Regions from separate parts of the Mus musculus genome. Here all the other regions are linked to region 3. Evidence: chromatin contacts called from public promoter capture Hi-C data. All regions are on one chromosome and are shown on one strand. The core of a region is the stretch at or near the end of the contact, and the rest is flanking DNA. Distances in the headings are between cores, read along the strand shown. Region 1 holds the start of Atp5j2 (ATP synthase, H+ transporting, mitochondrial F0 complex, subunit F2). Region 2 holds the start of Cpsf4 (cleavage and polyadenylation specific factor 4). Region 3 holds the start of Pole (polymerase (DNA directed), epsilon).

Region 1 (4,592 bases), core at 739-3,238, about 35 Mb before region 3:
CTCTTGCTCATTAAAATCTTGAAAAGTCAAAAGCATTCAGAGCTGAACTCTTGATACTGGCTCTACACTCAACTCTAAATACAGGCAGACTCAAGCATTCTGAGGCGAAGCAGGGTTTGGTGGTAAACACCTGTAATCCTAGCACTTGGGAACTTGACATAAGAAATGTTGGGCTGGTGTAGATCTTTGGTCCAAGATAGAATCACTTAAGACACTAAGATGATGACCCATGTGGGACCACCCAGCCCCTTCAGGGAAATGGTAACTGAGCCGACTACAGCCCCCTTCTATACTAATAGCTAGAGTGCCCTGCTCCCCTTCCAAAAACCCAGAAATGAGCACAACTTGGACTATAGGAGGATTTCTGGTGGTTAGATAAAAGCCACCATTCCTTAGGAACGGTAAAAAGAATTGTGACTATTCCACAGTGAATAGCAGGTAAAAGGAATCGGGAAGCCCAGTTTTCTGTCAAAAGGAGTCATTTTCCTTACCTTTGGCATTTACCAGCATATCAAAATGCATGCTGGCCTCCAGTCTCTCAATATCACAAATACCCATTACACACAGCAAAGGCCATGTTATAGCATTCTGGCTCTTTTCATCTTCTCTATGCTTCTCCCTTTAGCTCCTGGACTCCCCCCACCCCTCCAGCGAATCATTCTTATAAGCCTGCTATTCTCACTCCCACCCTACCCCATGCTCTCACTCTTAGATTGCTCTGACCATGTCCAGTCAGATGCCCATGTTAAGTCTACTTCTCTCTGCTCTTCCAGATGCCTCTGGCTGTTCCCTCTCACTCATATTTACAATAAACATCCCCTCTCCTGGGGGCTGGAGAGATGACTCAGTGGTTAAGAGCACCGACTACTCTTCCAAAAGTCCTGAGTTCAAATCCCAGCAACCACATGGTGGCTCACAACCACATGTAATGAGATCTGACGCCCTCTTCTGGCGCATCTGAAGACAGCTACAGTGTACTTACGTATAATAAATAAATAAATCTTTAAAAAAAAATCCCCTTTCCTTATGGGGGCTGGAGAGATGGCTCATCTGTTAAGAGCACTATCTGCTCTTTCAGAGGACCCAGGTTTCATTACCACAAATCACATAGGAATTCACTACTGTCTTTCTAACTTCAGCTCCAGGGGATCCAATGACCTCTTTTGACTTCAGTGGGCCCTGCATGCATGTGGTACACAGACATATATGTAGGCAAAACACCCATGTACATAAAAATAATTTTAAAAACCTTCACCTTAATTATACCATGGAGTGGTTATGTCAGTTTATACAGGCAGTGCACACATATAATTCCCATACATGAGTTGTCACTGCTAAAAGTTTCAGGCCAACCCAAAACATATACTGATTTCCAGGCTAGACTAACTCTGTTATTGCATACAGTCTTGCTGTATTTCAGGCCCAAATTTGGGAATTAATGGCAAGATAATGCCTGTAGCTATATAGTAGTCTGACTTTGGCGCTAACATGGCTTAAATCTAATACTTCTGATTTTGGGTCAAAAAAACTACCTTTACGAGCTTTAGAAAATACCCATTTAAGCAGGTGTCAGCTGTGGAGGCGTGTTTGCAATCATCATGGAAACCACTTAAGCATGTGGAGTGGAACTTCAGAGGGATTTGGGGGTCAGAGCAGTGAATAGCAAGTAAAAGGGACTGGGGAGGGTTAAAACAAATGTTCCTATTCAAGGCTTCTCTGCTTTTCTTTCTTTTCAGCATTGGGAATGGAACCAGAGCCTTAAGCACTCCGGGACTGAGCCACACCCCTAAGCCTCTCATTCCTCATGAGAGATCCAAAAGTAGAAGGCAAAAAGTCAAAAGGTCCCTTTTCTCTTTTGTCCTTTGCTTCCGCCTGGGATAGGTCTCAAAATGCTCTACCTAAGTGGTGATCTACTTCCCATGAGCCTCTGCTTCCCGCTCCGGCAGGGGTGCGTGCGCCCTTCCCAGCAGCCTTTGCGCGCGGCTGGAGTTCTGCGGACACCAGGACTTCAAGATGGCGTCACTCGGTGAGTACTCGGCCCTTTCCTGGCCTTGGGGTTGGAAGCCCGATTTGGGCACAGGCTCCAGGGCCACAGTGGGGTGAGAAGGAACCGCGGGAACTCTTGCTCTTCACCCGGGGCTTCACTGAAGCCTCCCCGGAAGCGCGCTGGACACTTACTATAAGGTCCTGTGCTCCCGCCCTCCTCCCTCCACTCTGCAGCGGATTTCTGCTGTGCATCGCCTGGCCTGGCGGTGGAAGACCCAGTCAGCACGGAGAGGCTTCTGGGGGCCTGCACATGCGTTGCCCGGAACCATTTGTCTGTCCTTCCGCGGAGGACTAAGCTGCTGCTTTTTCTTCCTGCGCGACTTGACACAGGCAGGGTCACTTGAACCTTTACGCTGGGCAGCGCTTGGACCTCCCTGGAGATGAGGCTTTCAGATTACGGTCCAGGACCAGCGAATGCCTAGAATGGTTCCCGACACCACATTATGTTACATACGTGTCGACTGAATACGCCTACTGGGGTGAAGTGACCTGTTCAAGGTCACCAGTCCTGAGAGAGCCTCGCTGGGATTCAGACCTAGGTTGGCGGGTCTCATGATAAATGAGATTACCTTTCAGAAATGTCCTTGTGACAGACAAGCAGATGTTCCCTTAACACGTACGAGTCAATCTCCACACACATTCATTGCGCACTGTTGGGATTACACATTATTGTTGTTTTTGTTATTATGTGTCCCACACGTGTCTAGGTATGGTCATGGGAATGCTGGAGCTTGTGTCCAGGTTCGAGGACAACTCCGAGGAACTCCAGTAGCCAGGCTAGCCATTTCACAGTTGTCTACCTCCTCCTTTTGAGACAGGGTTTCACCATGTAGCCCAGATTGGTCATGAACTTGCTGCCACAGTCGTGATGTATTAGCGTCTATCTCTGAGTGCTAGGATTACAGGCCTATGCTACTGTACTTAGCTTGTTACAGTGTTCTTTATCTCAGCCTGGGAAGGTGAAGGGGGGGGTGTCTAAAAACGGGGTGTGAAGGAGCTGAGCCTTTTTGATTTGGTTTGGTACTTGGTTTTGCAAGATAGGATTTCTTTGTGTAGCTCCAGCTGTAATGGAACTCATCTGTGGATCCACCTGCTTCTGTCTCCCCAGTACTGGGCTTAAAGGTGTAGGTCACTGCCACCTGGGGCATTAGCAGCTATTTTATCTGTAAAATGGTAGGAGATGGTTAGTGAACACAGCTTTCAGAAGAGACAACGGGAAGAGCATTAATGACACTGCTCAAGAGGCTGAAGAAGCACAATTGTCAGCCTGGGCCTTCCTCTCCAAAAAAAAAGTTGAAAAAATAGAAGTTTTGGATCCCAACCCCTACAGGATTTCTCTGCCACTCTGGCTATCCTTGAACTTGAACTCCACCTGCCTCTGCCTTCCCAATTGCTAGGGTTGAAGGTGTGTGCCGCCACTGCCACAACCACCACCCCTATCACTTTTTCTTGTTTTTTTTAAAGACAAGGTCTCCCTAAATAGCTGTGGCTATCCTGAAATTCACTAGATAGATCAGGCTTGTCTGGAACTCATAAAAGTCTCTCTGCTTCTGCCTCCTAAGTGCTGGGGTTAAAGGCATGCGCCATCATACCCAGCTTAAAGTTTGCAATCTTATTTAAGTAGAGGGTTAGTGTGAAGAGACCTTTGAAGGAAAGACTAAAGAGTTTAGTACACTTCGCCAGCTGGGGGTTGATATTGTACCCCTGTCACCCTAGCAGTGGGAAAGCTGAAACAAGAAGATTATCCATGAGTTTAAGGCTAGCCGGTACTGTATAGCAATACCCTATCTCAAAAAAACCAAACCAACAAACAAAAAGATGACTCAGTTCAAGAAAGATACTGGGCGGGGCTGGGGAGGGGTGGAGTAGTCGGGTTGCGGCTCAGTTGGTGGAGTGCTTGCCCCACAGGCACAAAGTCCTGGGTTCCATCCTCAGCACCACATAAAGCTGGTAACTCCAGCACTTGGAAGGTAGCAGGATCCGCCATGCCAAAGACATCCATTGACATACAGCAGCAGGTTTGAGCCCAGCATGAGCTACATAAGATCCTGTCTTAAAAAAAAAAAAAAAAAAAAAAAAAAAAAAGGCGAGCATGGTGGCACATGAGTATGTATGTTCATGAGTGTGTGTCTGTCTCTCTCGAGTGTGCGCGTGCATGTGCACATGTGCAGAAGAGCCACGGGGACTGTATGGAGGTCAGAAAACAACTTTGCAGGCTCTGCACATACTTTTAATCCCAGTTCTCAGGGGGCGAAGGCAGGGAGATCCCTGAGTTCAAGCTCAGCCTGGTCTACATAGTTCCAGGACAGCCGGAGCTATAGAGAGAGACCTTGTCTCAGAAAACAAAGATAAGTGAGAAAGTGGCCACCCCACAATGAAGGGTTCTGTTGGTGTGAACTGGGCATCTGGTTTTCCCTTGGGGTATGTGAGTGAGGTCGGTTCGCACAATCTGATTCTGCGTAACTCTAGTGAAGGATCTGGAGGTCACGCCTCCTAAGTATTGATGGGTTTTTAACAGTTACCAGTAGCACATACGATTTGGAAGC
Region 2 (4,166 bases), core at 18-2,517, about 35 Mb before region 3:
TGTGTAGTCCTGGCTGTCCTGGAACTCACTCTGTAGACCAGGCTGGCCTTGAACTCAGAAATCCACCTGCCTCTGCCTCCTAAGAGCCATGATTAAAGGCGTGCGCCACCACTGCCCGGCTATTTCTGTGTTTTTTAAAGAAACCCAAATCTTTACTTCAAGTGCACACTTGCCTCCACAGGTTTGTGGATCTATTGCCCCACACAAATGTTCCATGGTCTCAAGGCAGTGCCATCAAATTGAGTAAAAACCTAGTGCTTAAAAGGCTAGCCTGATCTATAGAGTGAGTTTCAGGACAGCCAGGGCTATACAGAGAAACTCTGTCTCGAAAAACAACAACAACAAAGAGTAGACATATGTGCAAGGACGACCTGGCCAAAGAGGACAGTTCTGTCTGAATTGAAGCAGCTCCCCCAAACGGAAGATATATCCCACCAGAACAGGAAAACCATCTCATCACATGAAGAGGGACAGTAAATATAGCTCGGTCTAAAGGTTCGCTGGGGGCCTGAGTTGGGACAGGTGACCCGGAGGTGGGGTAGTGAGGAAAACGGACAATTCCAGGACAGGGAAGGATTTCCCAGGAGCTAGACTAAAGCAAGCCTGGAATATGAGGGTCTACTTGGAGTCTTCGACAGTCAGATACACTCAGACTCTTCTACCGCCTAGTTCTGATGAAAGTAGAGAGGAGCACGCTAAGAGGTGGAAATGGGGGACATTCTAAGACTTTGCTGAAGTTGGAGCAGGATGGGAGAAGGCAGTTCCACTTCAGGATGACACGCGTTCACTGGAGAATTACGCGAACAACCGACACAGTCCTGCTGTCCCGAGGATTGCCACGGAGCAGTCCCCGGGGATCAAGGATCCAAGGAAAGGTCTCCCCGAGTTCAAGTGACACCGGGAAGTCCCAGGACGGAAGCGGAGGAACTAGGCGAGGGTCCCGGGTTCCAGGGCCCAGGGCTGGGGTAACCTCTGGTCAGAATCAGACTCGCCCACCCACCCGCCGGGCCCCGCACTCACTATCCATGCCGGGGAAGGGCAGCGGCTGCGCCCCGAGCTGCTGCTCCACGGCGATCTCCAAGTCGAACTTGATGTGATCTACGCTGGCGATTATTTCCTGCATGGCGGCGGCGGCGGCCTCGGGCCCAGCTCCCCCTCAGGTCTCTCAGCCGCTCTCCGCAACTCACGCTACCTCTCCCCGTCCCCTTCTCGCTTGCCGCCACCGCCGCCGCCGCAGCCGCCGCCCCGCGAGGGATGCCGGGAGCGCTGGAGCCCGCGCCGGCCCTTTTTTCCCATCCAGACTCAGCCAACGGAGCTCAGAGTCCGGCCACTCCTTCAGGCCTGACTAGCCGCCGACCGATCGCCTGTTTCTTTCGGTTCTGTATCTTACACAAGAGGCGGCGACGCAAGTGCGCCTGCGCGGGATCTCCGTAGTCTGTGCTGAGGGCAGGAACGCTGTCTCTGGAGCCGCGGTCCCTCGACTCTGAGGACGTCTCACTAGGGGCTCGCCGCTTAGAACGCTCAGAGTGAGTTTCTGTTCAACCCTCATAGGAAACCCGGAAGCCGGGTGGAAATTGGACCTGAGGGACTTTGTCCAAGCTCAGATGCGAAAACGGAGGATCTAAAGGCCTGGGGAGAGGAAGCAAGGGGCGACCTAGGGTCCCAGGTCTCTCTGTGGGTGTAGCTCTAATGCAGACGTTTAAAAGTCGGGTAAGGGGGCAGGAGGTGTGGCTCAGTTGGTAAAGTGCTTGCCCCACCACCGCATAAGCCGGTAGTGTTAGTACAGACTTGTAATCCCACTAACTGGCAAGTGGAGGCAGAAGGGTCAGAAGCTCAAGACCAGACTGCATTACATGAGACCCTGGAGAGCGAGTCAACCTAGTAGAGCTAAGCCTCAAAATACCGTCATACCTCTTTTCCCTGTTATTATGTCTTGTTTTTGTTGTTGTTTGTTTGTTTTGTTTTTTTATTAAAGGGCTTCAAAGTAAGCAGGCCCAGCACAGCCTAATAAAAATAGAATGCGAGGGTGAGAGGGTGTAGCTCTGTGAGAGGGAGCATGTGCATATATGTGCCTTCCACACCACTCGAGTGCAGATTAGGGAAAAGCTTGTACCACAAGTCCTTCCAAGTATGTTCAGGAATCAAGCTCAGGTCACCGAGCTCTGCAGTAAGCACCTTTATCTGCTGAGACCCTCTTGAGCCTCTTGTTGTTGTTGTCGAGACTGGGGATCTCTAGGTAGCCCTGAGTAGCGTGGACTCACAGTTGTAGACCAGACTGGCATTGAACTCATAGAAATTCTCCTGCCTCTGTCTCCCTGGTGCAGGGCCTAAAGGCATGGCCCATCACGACTTACTCTTACTTTTTAAAGACAATCTCATGAAGCCCAGGCTGGTCTTGAAGTTGACATTATAGCTGAGGGTGACCCTGAATTTCTGACTCTTTTCTACCCAGCTGAGATAGTAAGTTTGACTGATCTCCCACTCCCCACCCTGCACAGAGCCAGGTCTTCCTAACTCAGAGCCTACCCTCTGAGTAAACTTGTCTCTCTTTTCTGACTCTTTTTAAAAAAGATTTGTTTGTTTATTTATTTATTTATTTAATGTATGTGAGTACACTATAGTTGTACAGATGGCTGTGAGCCTTCATGTGGTTGTTGGGAATTGAAATTTTTTAGGACCTCTGCTCGCTCTGGTAGGCCCTGCTTGCACCAGTAGGCCCCCTCACTCCAGCCCAAAGATTTATTTATTATTATATGTAAGTACACTGTCGCTGACTTTAGATGTACCAGAAGAGGGGGTCAGATCTCATTATGGGTGAGCCACCATGTGGTTGCTGGGATTTGAACTCAGGACCTTCGGAGAGCACGCTGAGCCATCTCGCCAGCCCTTCCTTTCTGACTTTTTATATGGCGTCTGATGCGGTTTCCTTATTTTTCTTGATTTCAGGCTGCAGGGGCTCGAGGCAGCCAGCGATGGACCTCCTAAGACTCTCCCGGCTCTTTTCCGGTCCCCGCCCCATAGGACTGTCTGTCCTTCAACACCTGGATCTTGTTGGATCAACCCGATGGACAGGAGGCAGGGAGGGACCTGCACGGCTGAGAGCTGCCTTCTGCGGCTCCTCCTCCCCGCTGCCCCTGGGCAGCGGGAACCAGAAGGAAATGAGCAGCCTCTGCTCTGACTCCAGTAAGCTCAGCACTGTGGCTCCCCAGGAGGAGGCAGAGGAAGAGAGCTTCGGGAGCCTCTCTGGCAAATTCTCCTCCCGGAGGATATTCCACAAGTCAACGGCCCAGCTCTACAACCTGCAGCTCAAGGAACAGGGTGGTGAGGAGGAAGAACTGGAGCCCAGACCGTGGCGGGGCCGGAGGAACACTCAGTACTGGTACTTCTTTCAGTGCAAACGTCTGATCAAGGAAGGAAAGGTCTGAGAGTGTGCTGTGATTTCATCTTGTGTCCCTGGCCCTTTAAGAATTCTTAGCTGGGAGAACCCTATGACCTTCAGTGTTGGATGCCCCTTGGATTTCTGGGAACGGGATAGGAAATGTATATAAAGCCGGGGGTGGGGACTAGCAGAGTGAGAAGGCAGTTAGTGAAGACACTGTCAGACAGTGGAGCCAGGAGGAGCTGAGCTGAGCTGAGCTGAGCTGAGCTGAGCTGAGCTGAGCTGAGCTGAGCTGAGCTGAGCAGATAGGCTAGCACAGTTGCTATGGCTTGGAGCTGCTAGCATTGGGGAAACTACTGGGAAGGGAATGTTTAAGCAGACTGTTGGGGAACTGAGGGAGGAAGAGGCTGGGCTGGAAACTGAGCGGAGGGCAGGCAGGGAGTTAAGAGAACTGGTAAACAGGTAGGCATTTTACATGAGAACCTTGGGGTTTTCCTTCTGCTGGGTTGGCATTTTATGTGGGGCAGTGCAGCCTTCTCAGCTGTTGAAGCTGGGGTGTTCATTACTCAGTCCTTGGATCTCTGTTATTGCTGTCTGGGTGCAAGTGTGAGTGTGTGTGCCACGGTGCACATGTGGAGCCCAGAGGACGACGTATAGAGCTGGCTTTTCCTTTCCACCTTCATGCACAGCCCAGGGATCGAACTCTGGTCACTTGCGCTGCAGGCGCCTCTCTCTGCTGAACCATATTGCTAGCCCCTTACCTATCTTTAACTCAGTACATGGAGGT
Region 3 (4,373 bases), core at 643-3,142:
GTTGAATGACTAAGGGCACGTCCTTAGTTGATGATATGTCCTAGTGGTAGAGTATGTGAGGTTCTGTATTGCACTTCTAGCTACATATACACATGTAATATATAAAGTATATATTATATATACAACATACAATGCCACATGTAATAACATAATTATATAATGCATAAAATCTAATATATGTAAAATATATATTTATATATGCACATCAAATAGTTGTAAATGTAGATAAAGTACTTCACATCTCTCATCTCTAAACTGAAGTCTAGCATGAACATAACAGTATGAGTACTGCCCACCTCACGTGTCTTTCCATGGCATCATGGACATGAAGAAGTCAACACAGTAACTATTGTTACTGTTAGACTGAGGCTTGGATGTATGAAAAAGAACATAGCTCCTTTTTCTAAATCAGGAATGAGCTTGGTAGAGCAAGTAATAGCCTGAGAACCAGGGCCTTGAGGGCGCTGTGGATCCGGATCCTAAGAAATCATCTCTTCTCATCCTTAAGGGGCTATGGTTTTCTGTCCCAAGGCTGCTACCTGCTCTATGACACTGTCCCACCCACCTTTCCATAGAGGTACAAAACCTCTATGTAAGACACTGTACTTGGGGGCTTGAAGAAATGGCTTGGGGCTGGAGAGATGGCTTAGTGGTTAAGAGCACTGACTGCTCTTCCAAAGGTCCTGAGTTCAATTCCCAGCAACCACATGGTGGTTCACAACCATTTACAATGTGATCTGACTGGTGTGTCTTAAGACAGGACAACTACAGAGTACTCACATACATAAAATAAGTAAATACATCAAAAAAAAAAAAAGATGCTGTACTTCCTAATAAACTTGCTTGCATGAGCCATCACTCTGTGTGACACCTCCTGATCCTGAATGCTCTTATCTTCTCCATCTCCTCCTCATCCCCCTGGCCATCACTCTCTCAGGAACCTGTCACTGAAGAACCGCTTACTGGTCCAGGTCAATTACCCTGGCTGCTATGCAGGTGTTGTACAGCAAACCCAGAGCTTCACATATAATAGGAAAACACTATCACTATTCAGCTCTAACCGGGCTTCCACTCAATGAGTGCTCACATTCTGATACACAGTCTTTTTTTTTTTTTTAAGATTTATTTATTATTATATGTAAATACACTGTAGCTGTCTTCAGACACTCCAGAAGAGGGAGTCAGATCTTGTTACGGATGGTTGTGAGCCACCATGTGGTTGCTGGGATTTGAACTCTGGACCTTCAGAAGAACACTCGGGTGCTCTTACCCACTGAGCCATCTCACCAGCCCCTGATACAGAGTCTTATTCTGCCACAGTGTCACCAATCTCTATATACGATATCCACATCAGTTTCCTTTGTCACCATACTCTAGAATCTCTTGCTGATGTGATGCGTAAGGGTTTCGGCTTTTGGTTTAATAAATTGGTTTACTTCGCCGAGCTGGTCTAGACAGAATCTTCCTTTACTTTCCCCGTTCCCTTCTTGTCTGATGAGAATAGATGTTCACCCCTAGTCAAGTCACAGGGCAGGCACAGATATTTCTAGAGAAGCAGCCTGGGCCACGGAGTTGAGTTTAGCATCTCAATAAAAACTACGGAAACCACACAGGGCGAAGACGGGAGCCCGCCCTGTCCTCCGCGCCGCGCGCCGGGCCCGCTGTTTTCCCCACCCCTGAACCCCCGGACACCGCGCCCGCCCAAGCTTGCTCCGGCCGCGGCTACCGCCAGCGCCTTGGCAGCAGGACACCGGCTCTCACCGGCTGCCTTCGCCATCCGCGCCCGGCTCGGGGTGCCTCCGTCCACTGTTCCTCAGGACCATTGCGACGCTCCAAAGCTCCCTCAGGCTCCGGGGAGAATTTGGCGCGCTCTCCACGTGCTCTCGCGAGGCTACGGCTTCGGCCAATGAGAAGGCGCGGCCTCAGATGGACCTAGCCGGGGCCCGCCCCCATCGCCCCGCCCCGCCCCGCCCCGCCCCTCGGCTCTCCAATCCTCCGGCGAGCGCAGAGGGTGGGTCGCAGGGACCGGGGGAAAAGAGTGCACTAGCTGGCCGCGCGCGTGGCGGGACGGCCGGGCTCGCTGAGGGCGGAGGAAGGGCAGAAAATGTCAGGCCGTCCCCGCCCTGTGCCCTGTGTCCCGGGCCGGGTGCCCGACTGCCTAGCTGTTGGGTGGGCGCCCGGGGCGACTTAGACATCCGGACCGCGATGGCACCTGCGGCGTCCAGGCTGCGGGTGGAATCCGAGCTCGGGTCGCTTCCCAAGCGAGCGCTCGCCCAATACTTGCTGCTCCTAAAGCTCTACCCGGTGCTCACCAAAGCAGTCAGCAGGTGGGCGCCTACTGGGAAGTGGGGTGAAAAGGAGGGGTGCCGACAGGGGAGACTCTCCTGCAGGGGAGGTTAAGAGAGGGGGCGTCTGCAGACCAAGCAGCTCAGATATTGCCCGAGCAGCAGTGGATCTCAGCCTGTACGTCGGGAACCCCTTAAAGGTTGAACGACCTTTGTACAGGGGGTCACGTATCAGATATCCTGTATATCAGATATTTACGTTATGATTCACAACAGTAGCAGCATTACAGTTTAGAAGTAGCAGTGAAAGTAATTTTATGGTTGGGGTGACCACACCATGAGGAGCTAACTGTATTATTAAAGGGTCACAGCGATAAGAAGGTTGAGAACCACTGCTGTGGAGGAAGGCAGAGTTCTTCCTTAAGGTGCGACCCCGTTCTGCTTAGCCAGTAAGTGCTGTTTGTGTGTTGGGTCCCAAGCATTAGTTAGCCTTTGCAGTCTGAGTGTTGTGAAGACCCGCGAGTCAGGGACACATTCTAACCCTGAGCAACCCAGGCACGGTCGCTGGTGAACTCTGCCCTTTGAATTACATCGTTCGGTTTCCTAACGAGATATCCCTGTTTCTGTTCATTTCCATTAGTGCATTTTGTAGGTTCTGTATTAACTTAGCTTTTCCATAAGTGTGTGCAGAGTGCTTCCTGTGCGCGGGCACATAGCTGTGATCAGAACAGGCGCATAGACTTCTCTCGGAGCTAAGAAGAACGAGTCCATCTTCCCACCCCACCCCACCCCACCCCCGCAAAAGGCAGATAAATGTATAACTTAGAGCAGTTAGGGAAATTTCTCCTGGGTTGTTGACGTTGGTCAGAAGCACAGAGAAGAGAAGCGGTTGTTTACAGGGCACAGTAAGTGTAAAAGTTCTGGGGGAAGAATTCAGAGAATGTCGGAGGGGTGAAGAGAAGGACTCTGGTGGAGAAAATGACCAGGGAGAGTAGATAGGAAGAGGTAACCAGGGGTCAAGTCAAGAGGGTCCTTATGATCCATACTAAAAGTTTTGGATTTATAGCTTTTTAGAAGACAGCTGTGGTGGTTAAAGCTAGTTGTCAACTTGATAACATTTAGGAATTAAGCATGCCTGAGGGGCTTATCTTGATTATCTTCTTTGAGCTGGGAAGATCTGCCCACTAGGGGCGCCACCATTCCTAGTTGGTGTCTGACTGGAAGTGGAAAAAGTGAGCTAGCTGAACCGCACGCGTTTTCTCTCTCTTTTCATTGTGGGTGTGCTGTGAGGAGATCCTTCAACCTCCTGTTGCCTTCACTTCTCTGCCTTGATGGACTTGAACCTTTAACTGGGAGCTGAAATAAGCCATTGTTCTCTTAAGTTGCCTTTGTCTCATTTTTTGTTTGGTTTGGTTTTTGTTCATTTTGCAACATAAAAAGAAACTAAGAGCCAGGCGTGGTGGCACAAGCCTTTAATCCCAGCACTCGGGAGGCAGAGGCAGGCAGATTTTTGAGTTCGAGGCTAGCCTGGTCTACAAAGTGAGTTCCAGGACAGCCAGGGGTATACAGAAAAACCCTGTCTCAAAAACAAAACAAAAAAACAAAAAAAACACAAACAAACAAACAAAACAAAACAAAACAAAACTACAACATAGAGTTATTTGCTTAAATACAGCCCACAGACCATGTCCTTGTGAGGATCCCTCCTATTGCCTTTTACATCCATGCCTTCAATGGAGCAGCTGTGGGGATGTTGGAAGGCACACAGCCCCGCAGGTGGATGTCTCACTGTGCTCATCTGTGGTTTTCACTTTAGGTCATAGTGCCTCTATCTTCTGGGGCTTTACCTAACTTAGCAAGTTACTTCAATAGGGACTCATCCCATGATCTACACAGCAAGATCTTTTTTTGTTGTTGGTGGTTGTTTTTTGTTTTTGTTTTTCGAGACAGGGTTTCTCTGTATGGCTCTGGCTGTCTTGGAACTCACTCTGTAGACAAGGCTGGCTTCTAACTCAGAAATCCGCCTGCCTCTGCCTCCTGAGTGCTGGGATTAAAGGTGTGCACCACCACACCCGGCTCTACACAGGA

What was found. Promoter capture Hi-C pulls out the DNA fragments that hold promoters and counts their contacts.
Region 1: a promoter capture Hi-C map of cranial neural crest shows a contact between it and region 3. The contact joins the promoter of Atp5j2 here to the promoter of Pole in region 3. A contact is called at or near these places in 5 of 39 promoter capture datasets (cranial neural crest, frontonasal cranial neural crest, maxillary cranial neural crest and 2 more).
Region 2: a contact with region 3 is called in a promoter capture Hi-C map of pre-B cells. The contact joins the promoter of Cpsf4 here to the promoter of Pole in region 3. A contact is called at or near these places in 3 of 39 promoter capture datasets (cranial neural crest, maxillary cranial neural crest and pre-B cells).

Annotation. Positions count from the first base shown.
Region 1 is chr5:145,188,937-145,193,528 of GRCm38.p6, reverse strand. It overlaps Atp5j2 (ATP synthase, H+ transporting, mitochondrial F0 complex, subunit F2), which reads left to right and starts at 1,988. Exons shown (of 4, transcript NM_020582.3): 1 at 1,988-2,026. The coding sequence starts at 2,014.
Region 2 is chr5:145,164,314-145,168,479 of GRCm38.p6, reverse strand. It overlaps Cpsf4 (cleavage and polyadenylation specific factor 4), which reads right to left and starts at 1,267. Exons shown (of 8, transcript NM_001291248.1): 1 at 1,021-1,267. The coding sequence starts at 1,123. It overlaps Ptcd1 (pentatricopeptide repeat domain 1), which reads left to right and starts at 1,376. Exons shown (of 9, transcript NM_133735.2): 1 at 1,376-1,526; 2 at 2,947-3,419. The coding sequence starts at 2,973.
Region 3 is chr5:110,283,838-110,288,210 of GRCm38.p6, reverse strand. Pole (polymerase (DNA directed), epsilon) reads right to left here and starts at 1,892. Exons shown (of 49, transcript NM_011132.2): 1 at 1,762-1,892. The coding sequence starts at 1,823. It overlaps Pxmp2 (peroxisomal membrane protein 2), which reads left to right and starts at 2,043. Exons shown (of 5, transcript NM_008993.2): 1 at 2,043-2,327. The coding sequence starts at 2,206.